2 separate regions of the Sus scrofa genome follow, and region 1 is linked to region 2. A link is a contact called in public Hi-C data. All regions are on one chromosome and are shown on one strand. The core of a region is the stretch at or near the end of the contact, and the rest is flanking DNA. Distances in the headings are between cores, read along the strand shown. Region 1 holds the start of ROM1 (rod outer segment membrane protein 1). Region 2 holds the start of LOC100621476 (ubiquinol-cytochrome-c reductase complex assembly factor 3).

The links. Hi-C and Micro-C count contacts between places; a contact is called where the count stands out from the background.
Region 1: a Hi-C map of retroperitoneal adipose tissue shows a contact between it and region 2, with 1.9 times the contacts expected there. The contact joins the promoter of ROM1 here to the promoter of LOC100621476 in region 2. A contact is called at or near these places in 3 of 5 promoter capture datasets (fetal liver, fetal skeletal muscle and liver), 23 of 47 Hi-C or Micro-C datasets (alveolar macrophages, blood, embryonic fibroblasts and 12 more) and 2 of 2 datasets of contacts at active chromatin or transcription factors (alveolar macrophages and skeletal muscle).

What each region holds. Positions count from the first base shown.
Region 1 is chr2:9,126,186-9,128,885 of Sscrofa11.1, forward strand. ROM1 (rod outer segment membrane protein 1) reads right to left here and starts at 1,430. Exons shown (of 3, transcript XM_005660795.3): 1 at 387-1,430; 2 at 1-20. The coding sequence starts at 976. EML3 (echinoderm microtubule-associated protein-like 3) reads left to right here and starts at 1,495. Exons shown (of 22, transcript XM_003122621.4): 1 at 1,495-1,827; 2 at 2,667-2,700. The coding sequence starts at 1,806.
Region 2 is chr2:9,076,949-9,080,040 of Sscrofa11.1, forward strand. It overlaps LOC100621476 (ubiquinol-cytochrome-c reductase complex assembly factor 3), which reads right to left and starts at 1,701. Exons shown (of 2, transcript XM_003353827.3): 1 at 1,428-1,701; 2 at 107-1,348. The coding sequence starts at 1,547. The coding sequence ends at 1,196.

The DNA of each region.
Region 1 (2,700 bases), core at 180-2,679, 49 kb after region 2:
CCACATTGCTCTGGATCCGGCTGCAAAGGGAGGGGCAGGGGCGTTAGGATGTCTGGAGATGGAGGCCCCGGGGGAAGAGCTGCAGGGTACAGGAGTGGAGAAGGGAAAAACGAGTGAGACAAGTACTGACTGCTTTACTATGAGCCAGGCATGCATAATTCATTTATCTTCACAGCAACCCTGTAAGATGGTGCTCTTATCTCCAGTCTATGGACGGGGAAATGGGCCCAGAGCAGTCTGGTAACATGCCCCGAGTCACACAGCTAATAAACGGCAGAGCTGTATTCCATTCTTTCCATCACTAGACGCTATTGTCTGGGTGAGATGGGGTTTCAAGGGAGGAGAGGGAGGAGGAGGAAGAAGAAAGGGAGAAGCAAATCACTCACTCAACCACGTCCTGGTCATTGGGATCCAGGTAACGGTTGCTGACCCACTGGATCCCAAACCAATCCTTGTACCCATGGCTCCCGCAGCAGTGGTGTCTCAGCTGCAGCTCATCCAACAGCCGTTTGGCATGACAGCGTCCGGGCACCTCTGTGTCCTTGTAGTGAGCCATGGCAGTCCCCAGGCCCTCTTCCAGGCCGGTGTCCAGAGTCCCAGGTAAAGCCAGGGCTAGCCCCAAGGCGAGGACCAGGAGCCCCCCGCCACCAGCTGTGCCAGCCACCAGCAGTGGGCTCAGGACCCCTCGCCAGGGAGGGTACTGAGCTGCATCCAGACTGGCCCTGCTGGCTCCTGAACCCACCAGTCCTGTGCCCAGAGCCACTGCACTGGCTGCCAGGGCAACCCGGGGCAGGGCAGTGAATGGGCAGGAGGGAGCCAAGAAGGTGCCAAGGTGCCACAGCTGCACCAGGAGGTGGCCGCTACAGAGGACGGTGAGGCCACCGACCAGCGCCAGCAACCAGGAGAGGAGCCAGAGCCCTTGCGCCAGACGGATGCGGGGCTGGAGGGGCAGCACCAGGGGCAGCACCGGCGCCATCTCCCATCTCTGCCCGAGGGAGAGCAGAGCTGTCGGGGACAGAGGTTGGCCGCGGCAGGATGCTGCGTCAGCCCAGCCCGGCTTGAGCTGGGCTAATGCCACCGTGACCCCAATACCTTGGGCATCCTCCCGCCACAGACTTAATAACCCGCCTCCCTGTCCCCTGCCAGTCCCAATTCGGGATGCCTTGGCCTTGCCCCTTCGGAAAAGCCCCGCCCCCGGGCAAAGGGCCTCTTTCGTGACCCCGCCCCTGCCCCCTCGCGGAAGTGGGGAGGGGCAGGTCGGTTCTGCCCTGAGAAGCTAGGGGCTGGGGGCGGAGACCTCCCGGCCCGCGCGCCTTCCCAGGTCCCCAGGGAGTCCAGGGGCCAGGATCCCGGAAGGGCCTGGAGGGCGGAGGCCGGAGGGGGCCAGGGGGTCAGCGGGCTGGCCCCGCCCCCGTAGCGAGCGGCGAGGCCCGGACAGGGAGGGGTTACCAGGCGGCCCGGCCCCCCCCTGGCCCGGCCCCCCTCCCGCGCTTCCTGGCGGCTCCGCGTCCGGCGCCTGTTTGTGCTGCGGCGCTGGGGCCCGGGACGGCCCCGCCACCCTACCCCCGGGAGCCGAGAGCGGCCCCGGGAGAGTCCGAGGCCCCAGTGGGCCCGGGAGCCTTCGGCCCCCGCCCCACAGCGCCCCCTCCAGGCCCTTTCCCCGCGCCCGACAGCGCCCCCGGGGGGTGGTACGGCTCCCTTGCGCGCGCGCCCCGTGGTGCTTCCCCTTCCCCTCTCCCTGGCCATGGCCCCGGCGGCTTAGACGCCTCCTCCGCCGCCGCCGCTCGGAGCAAGCCGGGGGCCGGATGGACGGGGCCGGGGGGCCCGGTGAGTACGGGGTGGGGTGGGCGGCGTGCCCCTTCCCGGAGCGCCGGCCGGTCGGGCGCTGCCATTGCCCGACGGCTGCCCTGGGCGTCCCCGCGTGCTCCTCGGGCCCCGGGGCTCCGAGCATCCTCCACTATTGCTCAGGTCGCTCTCCCGAGTTACTTGGGTCCTCCTACTGTCATTTCGGACTTCCCCGACGTCATCCAACCCCCCCATGTTACTCTGGGCCCCTCGAAGTTGCCCTGCCTCCGTGTTACTCTGGGCCTCTCTGCTTGGTATTTTGGGTCTTTTTACTTCTGACCCCCCGCCCTGATATTCGAGGCCCTTCACTCTGACTCTGCTCTCCACCGATAACCTCTCTTGTCACTCTCAATCCTCTTCCTCCCCCGAATCCTCGGGATGACTGTACTCTCGTGTCCCCCGCTTCTCTCCTGGGGCTCCCTCTCAGTTTCTCTGCCTTCCCTGGAGACCTGAACTTGCTCTGGGCTGGGCCCTGTCGTCCCTCACCAGTACTGCGCCTCCGTCTGGTCTGTGGTTCCCACGTTCCTCGGCAGTACTCCATATTTCCCCCCTGGTACTCCATGGTACTCCCTGTCTTTGCGGAGGCTGGGACGGCAGCAGGAAGGGAGCTCTGCCAGGTTCCTTGCCTGCCCTGCCAGAAGGAGGCCCTTGATCCCTTACCACCCGTCTCCTCCCCTCTGGGAGAGCTTCCAAGGCTGGAGCTGCTGGAAGGGGGCAGTCCTATTGGATAAACGTGAAAGTTGGGGTGGGGGAGAGAGTCCCGCGCTGCGCCTTTCCCCACGTGGTAGGTACATTCTGAGGGCTTCTTGTCCCTTTGCCAGCTGAGGGCCCTGCTCAGGAGGCCTTGCAGTCCCT
Region 2 (3,092 bases), core at 451-2,950:
AGGATCACACTTGACAAATACATCCACTTATGACTTCACCATCAGGTAACTTAAAACTGCACCAATGCCCACATCTGGCTTTACACCTCAGTGTCACCAAGCTTTATTTAGTGTTCTAGCTTTATTTAATAAAAGCGAGGGTGCTGCCCCCCCCCCCCAACATCACCCCACCACCACCACCAATCTTGTTTGGAACCACAGGACATAAGGTAGACAAAAGGGAAGTGAACTGGTTGGTCTGGCTATGGGGCTGTCACCCCACTGACAGCTTTTATCTCATCCCTTCAGTGGCATCGCCAATAGATCCTATGACCCAATTCAGAGTTTGACGACCACTGCAGTGAAAACCTGGAGGGAGGACAACCCCATTGCATTTAGGGAGAGGCTGCCCTCTGCCAGGCACTGCACTTCACATTCCTAAATTCACCTTCTTTACAACCACCTGCAAGATATGGCACCTTTTATGGCACAGGACTGAGGCTCAGGTTTTAGGACACGCAGGAGTTGAAACGAGATCGGATTCCAAGCACCCTCCTCTTACTAGTCCTACCACGGGGTGGGGGTGGGGGTGGGGCCTCCAAGGGTTAAAGACCACAGACGGCAGCATGGGACAAGTTAATTACTAAAAGCCCCTCCCCTCACCAACCTCATTCAAAGGAAAGTAGCCCAAGGTGTCCTCTACGGGCATTTACTGCACACGAGTTTCCAGGATACCTATGATTTCAAGAATGTCACTTGGTTATCCCCAAAGAACACTCCACACAGACCACATGACCTGAGTGGTTTTTTGAAAACGTGGTTGCTCTGCCTATTGGGCTTCAGCTTCACATGGGGGGCGGGGCAGGCGGAAGTTGCAGTCTTTCGGGCTCGCAGCACCGACCCCCAAAACACTCTAGACTTTTACCGGCGTCCAAACTGCAGAGTCACTCTCTGGATGAAGGAACATGATTTATTGGTTCCTTCAGTTAAGCCGCATCCGACGCCCCGGCCCGTAACGTAGACGTTAAAACACAGTCAGTACAGGGTTTGGGGGGCGGGGGGTAACGTGCTCACCCAGCAGCAGCTCCCCAGGACCCGGAGAGGCCTGCGCGTGGCATCTGGGTCTGGACTCCTTGCCGGCCCACAAAGGAGAAAGGCTGCCTTGGACTCCTGCGTGGGAGCGGAGGTCACGGCGCCCACGGGAGCAGGTCCGGGCTCAGGCTGACCTCCCGCCGCCGCCGCCGCTCATCCAGTTCTTCCTCCAAGCCACGTTCTCTTGTGTGGCCGCTGCCTCCTGCAGAGTGGCCAGCAGTAGCTGTTTGGTCCTGGCTGCCTCGTCCCTGCGCTGCGGGTCCTGCTCCGGTATCTCCTGCCGGGAGGAAGGGAGGGTTGCGGTCCGGGCCCCCAGCCCTGCGGTGCTCTCTGCCCGCCTACCCACCTGCTCCCACCTTTAGTATCGCCTGCTTCTGCTGCTCTCCCGGGGTCACGAGGACAAACAGCGCAGAGCCCACGCCAGCCCCCACGCCCCGCACTGCGCCCACGATCAGCGCTTTGCGCAAGGGCTCCATGACCGACAGCGCGATCCGCGAGGCGCCCTCCGGAGCCGCCCGGAGCCCAGCAAGGCGGCTGCGACGTCTCACCGTCCCCGGCGCAGGCTAGAGCGCCCCTCGGCAGGGGACCATAGAGACGAAGCTGGGCTAGAGAAGGCCCGGCCGCGGAAACATTTCAAATCCACAACGCCTGCGAGGGAAGACTGGATTGAGCTGAGGAGGCCGAGCCGGTCGGGAGGGGTTGACACCCAAGACCGAGCGTGGGGGCTTAGTGTCGTGAAATCCCGAGTGGGATTGCGAAGGGGAGGATGTGTGTCTTCGTGGTTACTGTGGGTTTTACAGTTGCCCAGCTCCGCAATGTCTTTGATAGAGGGCTGTGCTCTGCAGTTTCCTACAACAACTCATGCTTTTACAATACAGTACATAATGGACATCCAAATACTTATAAACGTCAATCCCTTCAACTCTTGAGCAAAAATTCAAAGCTTAGTGTACCATGTGGCGGAAAGCATATTTTTTTATTTATATATTTCGTTTTATTTTTCTTGTTCAACACAAACATTACTTTTCTCTTCCCTTAGCATGTTTTTTGTTTGTTTTGTTTTGTTTTGAATCATGAAAACTGGATTTTGCGTAACATCCCAAATGCGAGTTTGGAGAAGAAAACACTTCTTAGTTGTGGGCAAGTCATTGAAGTTCTTTGTGCCTTGGTTTCTACATCAGAAAATGAGGCTAATAACAATATAAACTTAGGATAATTAGGTTCATATGTAAAGCATTTAAAACAGTTTCTGGAGTTCCCGTTGTGGCGCAGTGGTTAAGGAATCCGACTAGGAACCATGAGGTTGCAGGTTCGATCCCTGGCCTTGCTCAGTGGGTTGCTGTGAGCTGTGGTGTAGGTTGCAGACGCGGCTCGGATGTAGGCTGGTGGCTACAGCTCTGATTGGACCCCTAGCCTGGGACCCTCCATATGCCGCGAGAGCAGCCCACGAAATGGCAAAAAGACAAAAATAAAATAGCTTCTGGCAAATAGCAAACACCATATAAACATTTATTAAATAAGATACAAAGAAACATGTCAATTTGGGAGATCCAGTAAATGGAAGAATCAGGAAATTCCAAGTCTATTAACCACGCTCTTCACTTCCAGGGCTTTAATCCAGATGCCGTCCCCGCCTTTCCCAGTGTCATCAGCTAGCGAGTAGAAATAAATCTCCGATTCTACCTCTTGGGATTGTCCCCTCCCCTGGAGGTCCCATAATCTCCTAGCCATGTCAGCCTCCTCTCCTCAGAAGTGATTAAGGGGCCAGGCTCCAAAGCAGATTAAAGGGAGTCTGTGGGGTGCATTGAGCAGGGGTTCTCTTCTCTGAGTTCAACCATCATAAGTATCAGTACCCATGGCTTTTGTGCCAGAGAATGAGGATGAGCCTTGGCCTGGAGATAGCCCAGGCCCCACCCAGCATCCAGAAAGTCCTAGGCTGCCCAGCACTCGCTGGGAGGGGAGAGGAGAAATTGGCAGAGTTGAAGGTCAGCCGGCTGTTCGGGTTAGTACTTCCTCACCCT